2 separate regions of the Mus musculus genome follow, and region 1 is linked to region 2. The links are chromatin contacts, called in public HiChIP or PLAC-seq maps. All regions are on one chromosome and are shown on one strand. The core of a region is the stretch at or near the end of the contact, and the rest is flanking DNA. Distances in the headings are between cores, read along the strand shown. Region 1 holds the start of Ubr1 (ubiquitin protein ligase E3 component n-recognin 1). Region 2 holds the start of Mapkbp1 (mitogen-activated protein kinase binding protein 1).

Region 1 (5,639 bases), core at 2,434-4,933, 1.0 Mb before region 2:
ACTGTGTATGCTGATCCCTGACTCCCTTCCCCCTAAATGAAAGTGCTTTTGTATAGAAGAAAACCATGGGGTGAGAAGGGAGTTCACTTAGCTATTACCAAACACTGTACTATTGGAAACCAGGCATTCTGGGCTTTTGGTAGTGCCTCATTCATCTTTACAAACTTTATATAGGCATCTGTTTTATAGATGAGGAAGTCCAGTAAGTTTAATGCTCCTAAATTTAAAACCAAGTAGCAAAAATAAAATGTACTGAATCCCAATGAACAAATTTGCTTCTAGAAGTATATAGCCTCTATTATTTAATTATTATTAAATTAGTCCTCCAACAGGAAGGAAGGGTCCAATCACATCTGGTTAGGAAAACAGGAAGATATTAAAAATGCTTTCCTTAAAAGATGGGCAGATCCTTTAAAAATATCCTTTCTCTGGGCTAGAGACATGGCTCAGCAGTTAAGAGCATTCACTACTCTTCCAGAGGACTTGGCTTCAATTCCCAGGACCAGTTTCAGGGAATCCATTCCTCTCTTCTGGGCTTTTGGGTACTGTACACAAGTGGTACAAAGACATACATAGAGGCAAGATACCCATACACACAAAATATAAACAAAATTAAAAATAAAAAATAGACATTTATGTTGTGTCTGGCCAGCAGATCACAGGTCTGGGTTCTAGCCTGGAAAGGCATTTTGGAAACCTGGAAGAGAAGAGGGACTAGGCGGCGCGAGATAAAGACGGAACCAAGACAAGGCTCTGCTCAAGGTTCAATTTTACTATTCCGACACTCCGTTATGAAGGAGGGGGAGGGGCCGATTCCCGCCAAATAACCTAGGAGTAAGGTTGCAGGTGAACACGTGATGGCTTCGGAAGAGCAAAGCGGCAGGTTCGAGCTGTGGGCGTTTCTGTATGAGTCTGGAGACAAAATTTAAAATATCTTAGTGATGGTGCTGGCTAGTTTTGTGTCAACTTGACAAAACCTATAGTCGGCAGAGAAGAGGGAACCTCAATTGAGAAAAATGCCTCTACAAGACTGGGCTGTAAGCACATAGGTCATTTCCTTTTCTTTTTCCTATTTATTTATTTACTCACTTTACATCCAGATCGTTGCTCTTCCCTCTACCTGGTCCCTCCCATAGGGTATTTTCTTAATTAGTGATTGATGGAGCAGGGCCCAGCCCATTGTGGGCGGGGCCACCCCTGGGCTGGTGGTTCTGGTTCTATAGGAAAGCTGGCTGAACAAGTCACAATGAACAAGCCATAGTAAGCAAGCAGCGCCCCTCCATGGCCTGTGCACCAGCTCCTACCTTCAGGTTCCTGTCCTGTTTGAGTTCCTGCGCTGACTTCCTTGGCTAATGAACAGTGATGTGGAAGTGTAAACCAAGCCCTTTCCTCCCGAAGCTGTTTAGGTCATGGTGTTGCATCACAGTGACAGTAAACCTAAGACCGTGACTAGCATTGGTCGTTAAAATTTTCTCATTACCACAAGAATAAGATTTTAATGATTAGCATTCTTCATTAAACATGTTTAATATAAAAATAGCTGCTTTATTTTTTTAACCACTGAGGATTAAGACCAGGATAATGTGCATGCTAGTCACAATCTCTCTACCTTTGAACTATAATCCTAGTCTACAGGTGCATTTATTTTTTTTAAAATACAATCTTTTTGTTTGTTTGTTTTGTTTTTCTTTTTTTTTAAAGATTTATTTATTTACTATATGTAAGTACCCTGTAGCTGTCCTCAGATCTTCCAGAAGAAGGCATCAGATTTTGTTACGGATGGTTGTGAGCCACCATATGGTTGCTGGGATTTGAACTCGGGACCTTCGGAAGAGCAATCGGTGCTCTTAACCACTGAGCCATCTTGCGAGCGCCCTACAGGTGCGTTTATTATTATTGGTTTGTGTGTGTGTGTGTGTGTGTGTGTGTGTGTGTGTGTGTGTGTGTGTGATAAGCCCTTTACAATGAGTCACAAGCTCAGCCTTATGCCTCATGCTCTCCCCTCAAAAAACAGTCACTTGATTTTTCACCCAACAATGTGTCTTCTCAAGATAGAAAGAACAAAACAACAACAGCGTTTCTCAAACTTTATTTTCTCAGGATCACTTTAAACTCCTTAAAATTATTGCCCCTCCCCAAGAATCTTTTGTACAAATGGTTCCTATCAATATTTACTAATAACAATTTAAGATGGAGAAAACTTTTAACTAGCTTAAAAGTTTCTATGCAGGGCTTCATGTAACCCAACATGTTCTGCTTTTTGTTGTTTTGGGACAGGACCTCACCGGCAGCTAGACTGATCTGGAACTATATAGTTCTGCTGCCTCCAACTTGGAAGAACCCTCATATTCTCAAATGCTAGCTGACGTTACAGCTGTAAGTCACCCATGCCGGCTTACAGGCATGTAAACAATATAACATCTTAAACATTTTTCCTTTCTTTTTCTCTTTTTGAGATGGGGTCTCACCACATAGCTCTGGAGTAGACTAGGCTAGCCTTGAATTCAGAGATCCACCTGCCTCTGGTTCTGGAGTGCTTAAAGGTGGGTGCCATTACACCAGGCATAAACAGCATTTAAAATGAAAATTAACTCGGTAAACAAATGTTATCCAAAATGTGAGAATTTCCAAATTTCTTAAGTTCCAATTTAATAGAAGGGTAGGTGTGTTTTAGTTCTGCCTCTATCTATAGTCAGTCATGTGTTGCTTTGGTTGGTGTATGTGAAGAAAATTTGACCTTACAGATCTAAAAAAAAAAAAAAGCCAGGTGGTGGTGGCGCACACCTTTTTAACCCCAGCACTTGGGAGGCAGAGGCAGGCGGATTTCTGAGTTCGAGGCCAGCCTGGTCTACAAAGTGAGTTCCAGGACAGCCAGGACTATACAGAGAAACCCTGTCTCAAAAACAAAAACAAAAAAACAAAACAAAACAAAAACAAAAACAAAACAAAACCCACTTCCATGGCAGGTGAGATGGTAGAAAACCAATCCCCTCAAATTGTCCTTTGATCTCTAAACATGATCCACACACACACACACACACACACACACACACACACACACACACAGAGAGAGAGAGAGAGAGACACAGACACAAGTCGCTAAAGTATATATATAAATTTAAAAAGGGACCAGGTGGCTGACATCTGTCACTTGGAATGCAGAGGTAGGAGGAATGCGTGGTATTGGAGGCTATTATTCGTTTCGTAAAAACTAAACCAAACTAAACAAAAAACAAAAACAAAAACAGAGGACACTAAATTAGCTCTTTATCACCTTTGTCCTCCAACCCTGGTCTTGGCCTTGGGTGTTTTCTCTTGGTTCAGAGCTATTCCTTCGCACTATGCATAGATGCACAAATGCAGGAATTTGTAGTCTGTGGCAACAGTTTCCCCTCGATGTTTCCGTACATCTACCTTGTTCTTTTCATGGGGTATTCCATAACGGGGATGTATTCAGTTTGTCTTCCCTTACCGACGGATGGACTAGGTTTCTCGGTTTTGTCATCTCACCACCCCTGCCCCGGGGTTAAGGGATGGCGACAAAGCTGTGAGGTCTTCCCTCGGGGATCAGCCCTGGTGGAGCAGGGCTAACTAACCATCAGGGGCGGAAACCTCCGGCTTGGCAGGTCGGCAGCCTGCTTCCGGGAAGCCGACCGGAAGCCGCTCCGGGTGCTGCGACAAACCTGACTTCAGGGGCCGTCGTAAAAGTGTCGTCCCTGTCGCGTCGGGCCGGCCACAGGTTTCCGCTAGCTGGCGGCCGGGGGTCGGGAACTGCGGGCGTTCGTTTCCCTTAAGATGGCGGACGAAGAGATGGACGGCGCCGAGAGGATGGACGTCAGCCCGGAGCCTCCCCTGGCCCCGCAGCGGCCGGCATCGGTGAGTCTTCATCTGCTAGCGCCTTTTGTCCTCTCCACCAACAGCTTCCCACCGCGCCTGGGAGGGTTTGGGGCTCCGCTTTCTATGGCGGCACTGGGGAAGGGGAGTCCTAGGATTGAAGGATCGACCCTCCCTCCCCCGATAAAGTTAGTCGTCTCCTACACACATTCCTGCCAGCCAGGTCTACGGAGTTTAATGACTGTCATCTATTAAGTCTCAACGTGCTCAGACACGCATGTCTCTATTTTGAAGTAGAAAGAACTCGTGCACATTTAGGTGGGTTTGATGTAGGAGCTGAGATGAGGTTGGAGAAGGCCATTTTTCGGTAGACGCATTGCTGACCCCTCTTGTTGATAGGCATCGGGACCCGGACCAGCACCTGGTGTGATATAGCATTGTCGGGTGGACTTGATAGTGGCAGTGAGTGTTGCGGCTGGCAAGGCATGGCCAGATATCCATTATTGCAGCGTCTTGAGAACCTTCGATCTGGCCCCCAGTGAGGGAAATTTGTCATTTGTCATGCCTTTTATATATGAGAAGGGACATTTCAAACGAGAGAATACTGGAATCTATACTTGGCTATTAGATTTTTGAAGGGCTGAGAAAGGAGAGGTAGAATAAAATTGAGTCAACAGTCTGGCTGCGTGGAGAATACGAACAGAGTAGGCTGAAAGGTGGGGTAATGTTCACAAATGTTCTGATGTGGTCCCTTCAGATAACTAGAAGGGAGGGAGGTCCTTAGGAAGTACTCACTATTGATCACAACATGTTTTATCAGTTTGTCTATAGCTGCATATGGAAAAGTGTGGGAAACATACCCGCACCCACGCAAACCCATTGTATATACACATACCTGTTAGTGAAGTTGTTTGTAGTTTTAATAAACTCATTCTTGGCTTACTTTACCCCAGCAGACTCTAGAACATTATTTTATGAGACAAGAGAATGACTCAGAAATAAGTCAACCACGGAGACTAGAGAGAATGTCTGTAAGATAAAAAACCATCAGGGACAGAGTTGGAATAAGACTATATGCACTAGATCAGCACTTGGCAGTCTTCCTCCTCCATCCCAAAAAGCAGTTGAAACTCACTTCACCACTGGTAATGTAGCTTAGATGAAAACAGCTAGAAAATGTTTCCAAGTAGATAAACTGGTTTGTTTGTTTGTTTGTTTGTTTGGTTGGTTTTGGTTTTGGTTTTTTTAGTGCTAGGGAGAAAACTCCAGGCCTTATGCATGCTAGGCAAGGGCTCTTCTTCTGAGCTATAGGTTAAGATAGAGAGATCATTTACTTTCAGGAGTTCCAGGCAAACCCCGGACTAGACTGTGAAACTCCATCTAAAAACAAAAATAGAAAAAAAGATTCATAGATAGAATCATGTGCTTTTTTTGTTTGTTTGTAATCTAGTGCGTTATAGTCAGAATAGTTGTAGTTTCCTATTGCCAAAGATGAGTAATGTTTATTTAAATCGTTGCTATGTTAATTCTTTCCCACTAGCACTGTAAAACCCCATTAATAAAACCATAAAACATCCATTACTTTGGAATTGGAAAAATGGTATAGAAATTGAGCAGGAATCTGTAACAAACATGTCTTCAAAGAATAATATATTTCTTTGGGCAAGGCTTTTTAAACTTTACAGAGAAGCAAGGAGTGGTGTCATGTAGCCTCAGGGAATTCAGCCTATAGATAATATAAAAGATGAAGAACTTAGATTCAAGATAGGGTGGTGTAAGTGGATACAGACCGATGACCGTGAAGC
Region 2 (5,828 bases), core at 1,190-3,689:
TGAGGAGAGAGAGACACAGTCAGGTGTTGTAGGGCAGCTGGAGCTATATCGTTAGGGACAGCAAGATGGCTTGGTAGGCAAAAATGCTTTCCATGTTTACTTCCACAACACCACGGCACATGTGTGGCTGCATGCATCCACACATCATGATGTAATGATAATGATAAGTGAAAGGTTTTTTTTTTAAGTTTTATCTATGAGTTTCTAAGTTGGAGTACCCATTCTTCTGTCTCTAGAGAATAGGAACAATTATTAATAAGAATCCTTGCCAGGCGCGGTGGCACACGACTTTAATTCCAGCACTCGGGAGGCAGAGGCAGGTGGATTTCTGAGTTCAAGGCCAGCCTGGTCTACAGAGTGAGTTGCAGGACAGCCAGGGCTACACAGAGAAACCCTGTCTCGGAAAAAAAATCCTTGAAAGGGGCACCAAAGCCAATTATTGCTCTGCTAAGGTAGAGCAACAATATGCTGCTGTCTCTAAGGACTGTGCCCTTGGCAATCCTATGCCACACAGAGTTACTATGTTTATGGGCTCCTAGGAAGACACAAAACCTAATCTGATCCTGTGGGAACAATGCTCAAGACTCCCTCAAGGGAAATCTTGTAAATAAATGTATTCTACTTTTGTATGCCCCAAATTGTGATGAGTCTCAAAACTGAATAAAATATGAGCTGGGCATGCCAGCAATCCCAGCACTCAGAAGGCTGTGGCACAAGTTTATAGTTCGAACCCATCCAGGACTGTGTAACAAGAGCCTGCCTTGAAACAAAACCAAACAAATAAAAAAAAAAGTATAAGGACCAAATCCCAGACATGTATAAGAATGGAAGATGGATGAACGTCTGCCCAGAAGAAGGATGCTGGCATACAATGCTCAGAATGAGCAGTGCCACAAGGACAGACCAGGAGAGCTGCCTTTCTGGCACACACACGTGGCTCCTTCATGTTATCACGAGAAACCAAGACGTTCCAGTTAAAGCAACTTAAGTATCTTTATTTATATTATATTATGGATATGATTGCTCTATCTGCATGTACACCTGCATGCCAGAAGAGGGAGGGCATCAGACCTCATTATAAATGGTTGTGAGCCACCATGTGGTTGCTGGGAATTGAACTCAGGACCTCTGGTAGAGCAGCCAATGCTCTTAACCACTGAGCCATCGCTCTAGCCCAGCAACTTAAGTATCTTAAAGAGATAAACCATTTTACATTTATTTCTTCCCCTGCATATGTGCATGCACATGTGGAGATCAGAGAACTACTTCCAGGAGTTGGTTTACTCCTTCCACCATGTGGGTCCGAGGAATCAAAATCAGATCAGGCTTGTTGGCAAAGGTCTCTACCAGTCCAATCTTGCCAGCCCAATCTTCTACATCTTTGAACATGACAGGGTATCACTATGTAGCCCTGGCTCCCCCTGGAAATTGTTATATAGACCAGGCTGAACTTGCCTCTGACTCCCTAGTGCTGGGATTACAGGCATGCATCACTAAGCTTGTCAAAAAATTGTTTTGCTCTCTTAGATGAAGTGTATTAGTATATTCTTTCTGTTGTACAGTCTGGCATTATAACCCCAACTGTTACACTAATACATTAGTCACAGCTAGGTCCTTTACAGAATATGTGATCTCACTGTACTCTTCTAAGAAGAGAAACTGAGTCATAAAATGTCAACTTGTTTCCCAAGCACACACTTAGTTTAAACTGAGGCCCTGTTAAACCCAGTTTGCCTTCCTATGCCCTTCTTCAAGCCATGGCTGCGTCTCAGCATGCCCACCCACGCCTGCTGTTCTTCCAACTTCAAATCAGGTCGTCAAAGATAAGCGTATATGATCTTTTAAAGCCAACAGAGAAATTTCATTCTTCCACCCCCTTCCTGCCCCTCAAGAAAGAGAAAGGTAAAAAAAAGGAACGAAGTGCAGGAGAGGACAGAGTAGGTAAGAGGTGGCTCCCAACAGGACTCACCTTGGAGCTGAGGTCCTCTCTCCGGTTTCCTGCTTTACTTCTGCGTAATTTGATGGATGGAGACCTCAGCAAGTTCTTGATACGGCTAGTAATGGTTGACCCTTCTCCAGCCATCATAACGAGGAGCCCCTAAGGACAGTCCCTGGCCTAGCCTTTGGACTTGTCTCAACAGCGGTACTGCCTTCTCGTTCAACACAGCCTTCGGATATGCACTTTCACTGGCCTGAGATGGCAGAAGCAACCTTATCATCACAGTAGGTGTCTTCTGCTTGTCACCAACTCTTACTCTGGGCATTGCCCTGCGCTTTCCCACTCCCCATCCCCACCCTAGCCTGCTAGATTTTTTTTTACAAGGGGAGGACGACCCCTGGAGTGAAGAAATGTCAGGCCCACACCTGCCAGAGGCGTTTAACTGAAGAATCGGATGAACTAGTGACCAGTCGGGCGCCGGTTACAGCCCAAGTGTTCCCATGGTAACTGAGGTGTCCAAGGGAGGAGGCCTCCGAAGCCACTGGGCAAGGGGCCGAAGCACCGAGCTGGCCGCCGGGCTCACGCTGGCCCGAGCCGATGCGAGAAGCTCCCTCCCGCACCCGAGTCTTGGGAGCTCCGTTTTAGCCCCCCACACCCACTGCCTACTTCAGAAACCCTACTACTCGTCAGCGCCCCCGTTCGCTGGGGCCCAGCTCACAGCGCCCTCCGGCATCGCGATCGACGGCTTCAGCTCTGCTGCCGCAGCCGCAGCAGTAGCTATGGTGGCACCAGCGGCTCAAAACGCGAACTAGAGCCTGGGCCGAGCTGCGCTGGGAGGGCGGGGCCTAGTAAAGGGGGTGCGGTCTGTGGCAGATTGGTTCCCGATTGGACGACTGATGCCTATGGGGGCGGAACCAAGGAATGAACCAAGAACGCAGAGGTCTCGGATTCTGCACAGTATAATTGTGGGTACCGCTCCTAAAGGAAGGTCAATGTAATATTGCTTTAGAATTGAGAGAACCTGGCCTTTTACGGTATTATCAGGCATGGTCCTCTTAGAGAACTTTGATAACCACGCCTCCAGGCCTAAGATTGATATTTGGTGGGCCTAGGAGATTACGGCTGAAATTTAATTCCTAACTCATAAAAAAAAAAAAAAAAAAAAAAAAAAAGGAGGGGGGGGGTTTGGGATGCTGCCAAAAGAACTCCTTTCCATTCCAAGTGCTGGGATTTAACGCAGTTGGAATCGTTTCTGATTCCGGCCAGCCTAACACAATGACTCACGCAGAGTAACTCAATTTACACACTTTTGAACTTAATCTATCAGTGATGGAAGACTCAAGCCTCAAAATAGAGCCTTAGGGTAGGTTGTGAACTGAAAAGGCACCCATGATATAATCCATCATTTCCTTAGCTGCCAACGTCCTTATAGCATTTAACAAGAAATACTGTTAACAGCATTAACAGTATTTTTGCTACTCCAGATCTTTTCTGTCTTTTCAAAAATTGCAAACACCCCTAGGGCTGACACCGATGTCAAAGTTTGCTGCTATCAGGTTTTGTTTGTTTTGTTTTGTTCTAGCTCATGGAGATAGGGGAAATACCACATACTCATGCTTCATAGATTTGTAAGTTGGCTAGAATTTTTCATCTAGCTACTACTTCAAGAAATTACCTTGGGGGTTGGGGAGCGCTGGACAGATGGATTGGTGATTAAGAGCGCTGGCTTCTTTTCATAAGACTCAGGTTTAATTTACCAGCACCCTTATGGCATATCACAACAGTTCCCAGGGATTTGTCTCCCTCTTTTGGCCTCCATCATAGGCACCAAGCAAAACACCCAAACACATAATTTCTTTAAATAAAATAAAACTGCCTTCTGAAAAGGCTAGCTTAAGCCAAAAGGCCTGTACCCAACTAGAACAGTACACTGACATGTCCCCCATTCCAGACCGTAGGAACTGCTGAGGAAAATGGTAGTTAGAGGGAAGGATCCTTAAAAAATGGTTTAGTGGCCGGGCGGTGGTGGGACATGCCTTTAATCCCAGCTCTTGGGAGGCAGAGGCAGGCGGATTTCTGAGTTCGAGGCCAGCCTGGTCTACAAAGTGAGTTCCAGGACAGCCAGGGATATACAGAGAAACCCTGTCTCGAAAAAACAAAAAACAAACAAAAAAGTTTAGTGGTACTTGCACAATCTGTGTTCAAACAGGAAGGTACCTGTGTACTATATAGCTACGTATTGGATACAAATGTCAACAGCAACTGGACGCCTAAAGCCACACATTATAGATTTTAGGAAACTAAAATGGTACTTCCAATTTTACCGCCTAGACCCGAAGACAAGAATGATCACCTCTAACTATATTAACTCGGCACCATTAATCATCTGCGATTTGACCTACTCACAAAGCTGCTGTACATTGCTAACAAATGCCACCACCTGGTGTTTTAATTTGTGTACTACAGGTCCTGCTCTTCTCTGACCGGGTTTATCATATTTTCTTTGGGCAATCTGTTTCACTTTTATGGGTTTGCAAAGTGTCCGTCCTTTCTCGCCCAAAGCTATTATGGCTTAGCTCCTTAAAGACACCTTCATTCCTGAAATATTTTCATCTGGTCTGATCTGCACAGGCAACTCTAAGCACTTGCTTTCCATATCTAAAGGTGAGACTCATTGAAGTTGAGAAAGTTTAATGAGGGAACAAAACTCTTGAAATTGGGTGTTTTCAAGCTAAGGTCAAAAAAAAAAAAAAAGATGCTAGTATGGGAATAGTGTTGTGCTTCATAGATTCCTCAAAACGTGTCCAAGTGCAATGTGAAGAGAAGCAATCTCTTTACTCCCAAATGTATCATCCTGCTCTCCAAACACAGCTGACCAAACACAGCATTCTGATTGTGTATGTCCAAACAAGTATGCATGGTTTTTATCAGATTCTAAAAATTCCAGATGCTTCAAAAATGCTATAGTGGTCTTGCTTAGAATTATTAGATTCGATTTTAAAATTCATCCTAGGTAAACAAGGTGCAGAGATCCTGGGAAACTAACATGTTAGAATAAACACTTGCTCATCAGTTCAAATATTTATTGAGCACCTATACATGCAAGGCACTGCGAGACAGCTGAGACCAATGAGTGCAGTTGGAAACAAAATGGATTTCAAGTCAATGCTTCCAAGGCCGATTTCCCATTGGTGGGGGGGGGGGGGAAGTCCATTTTATAAGTTTATAGTGACAGAATTTAATAGTTTAGGATGTCTCAAAATTTCCACCTTGTTTGGTTTAGCCTCCTAACCCATATCTTCGTAGCTGTCATTTAACACCATCTCTGTAAAGCAGTTTAAAATATGCTAAAATTATAGTTTTAAAAATTGTACATAGGAAAATAATTTTATTTCCAAGATGCATTTTAGCTCACTTTCATCATAAATAGGCAATAATTCTACCTACCTTAGCTTCACTATGAAGCTCTGGCTAGCCTCAAACTATGTAGACCAGGTCACCTTTGAACTTACCTGCCTCTGTTCTTCCCAATGCAGGAATTAAAGGCATAGAATCAAGTCTTTTTTCCTTGAGACAAGGTCTAACTATGTGGTTCTGGTCAGTTTTTTTGCTTTTTTGCGGCGGGGGGGTTGTACACATATTACCATGGTACAAGTTTTTTTTTTCCCTACTATATGGTTTCTGGGGATTGAACTTTGGTCATCAGTGTTGACAAGCACCTTTACAAGTCATCTTACCAACCCGAGCTTTAATTTTCTATGTACTAAAGTCATTGATAAATGAGTTAATTTCTGTGTACATGCAGGTGCATCTGCACTTGTATGTGGGTATGGAGACTAGAGGACCACTTCTAGCGAATTCTAATGAATGTCGCCAAGTTGTTGGGACA

The links. HiChIP or PLAC-seq counts read pairs in DNA pulled down with a chosen protein or histone mark.
Region 1: an H3K27ac HiChIP or PLAC-seq map of embryonic stem cells shows a contact between it and region 2, with 3 times the contacts expected there. The contact joins the promoter of Ubr1 here to the promoter of Mapkbp1 in region 2. A contact is called at or near these places in 3 of 115 datasets of contacts at active chromatin or transcription factors (astrocytes, embryonic stem cells and pancreatic cancer cells).

What each region holds. Positions count from the first base shown.
Region 1 is chr2:120,968,759-120,974,397 of GRCm38.p6, reverse strand. Ubr1 (ubiquitin protein ligase E3 component n-recognin 1) reads left to right here and starts at 3,683. Exons shown (of 47, transcript NM_009461.2): 1 at 3,683-3,876. The coding sequence starts at 3,796.
Region 2 is chr2:119,969,310-119,975,137 of GRCm38.p6, reverse strand. It overlaps Mapkbp1 (mitogen-activated protein kinase binding protein 1), which reads right to left and starts at 2,439. Exons shown (of 30, transcript NM_011941.3): 1 at 1,970-2,439. The coding sequence starts at 2,086. It overlaps Mga (MAX gene associated), which reads right to left. Exons shown (of 24, transcript NM_013720.2): 24 at 5,557-5,828.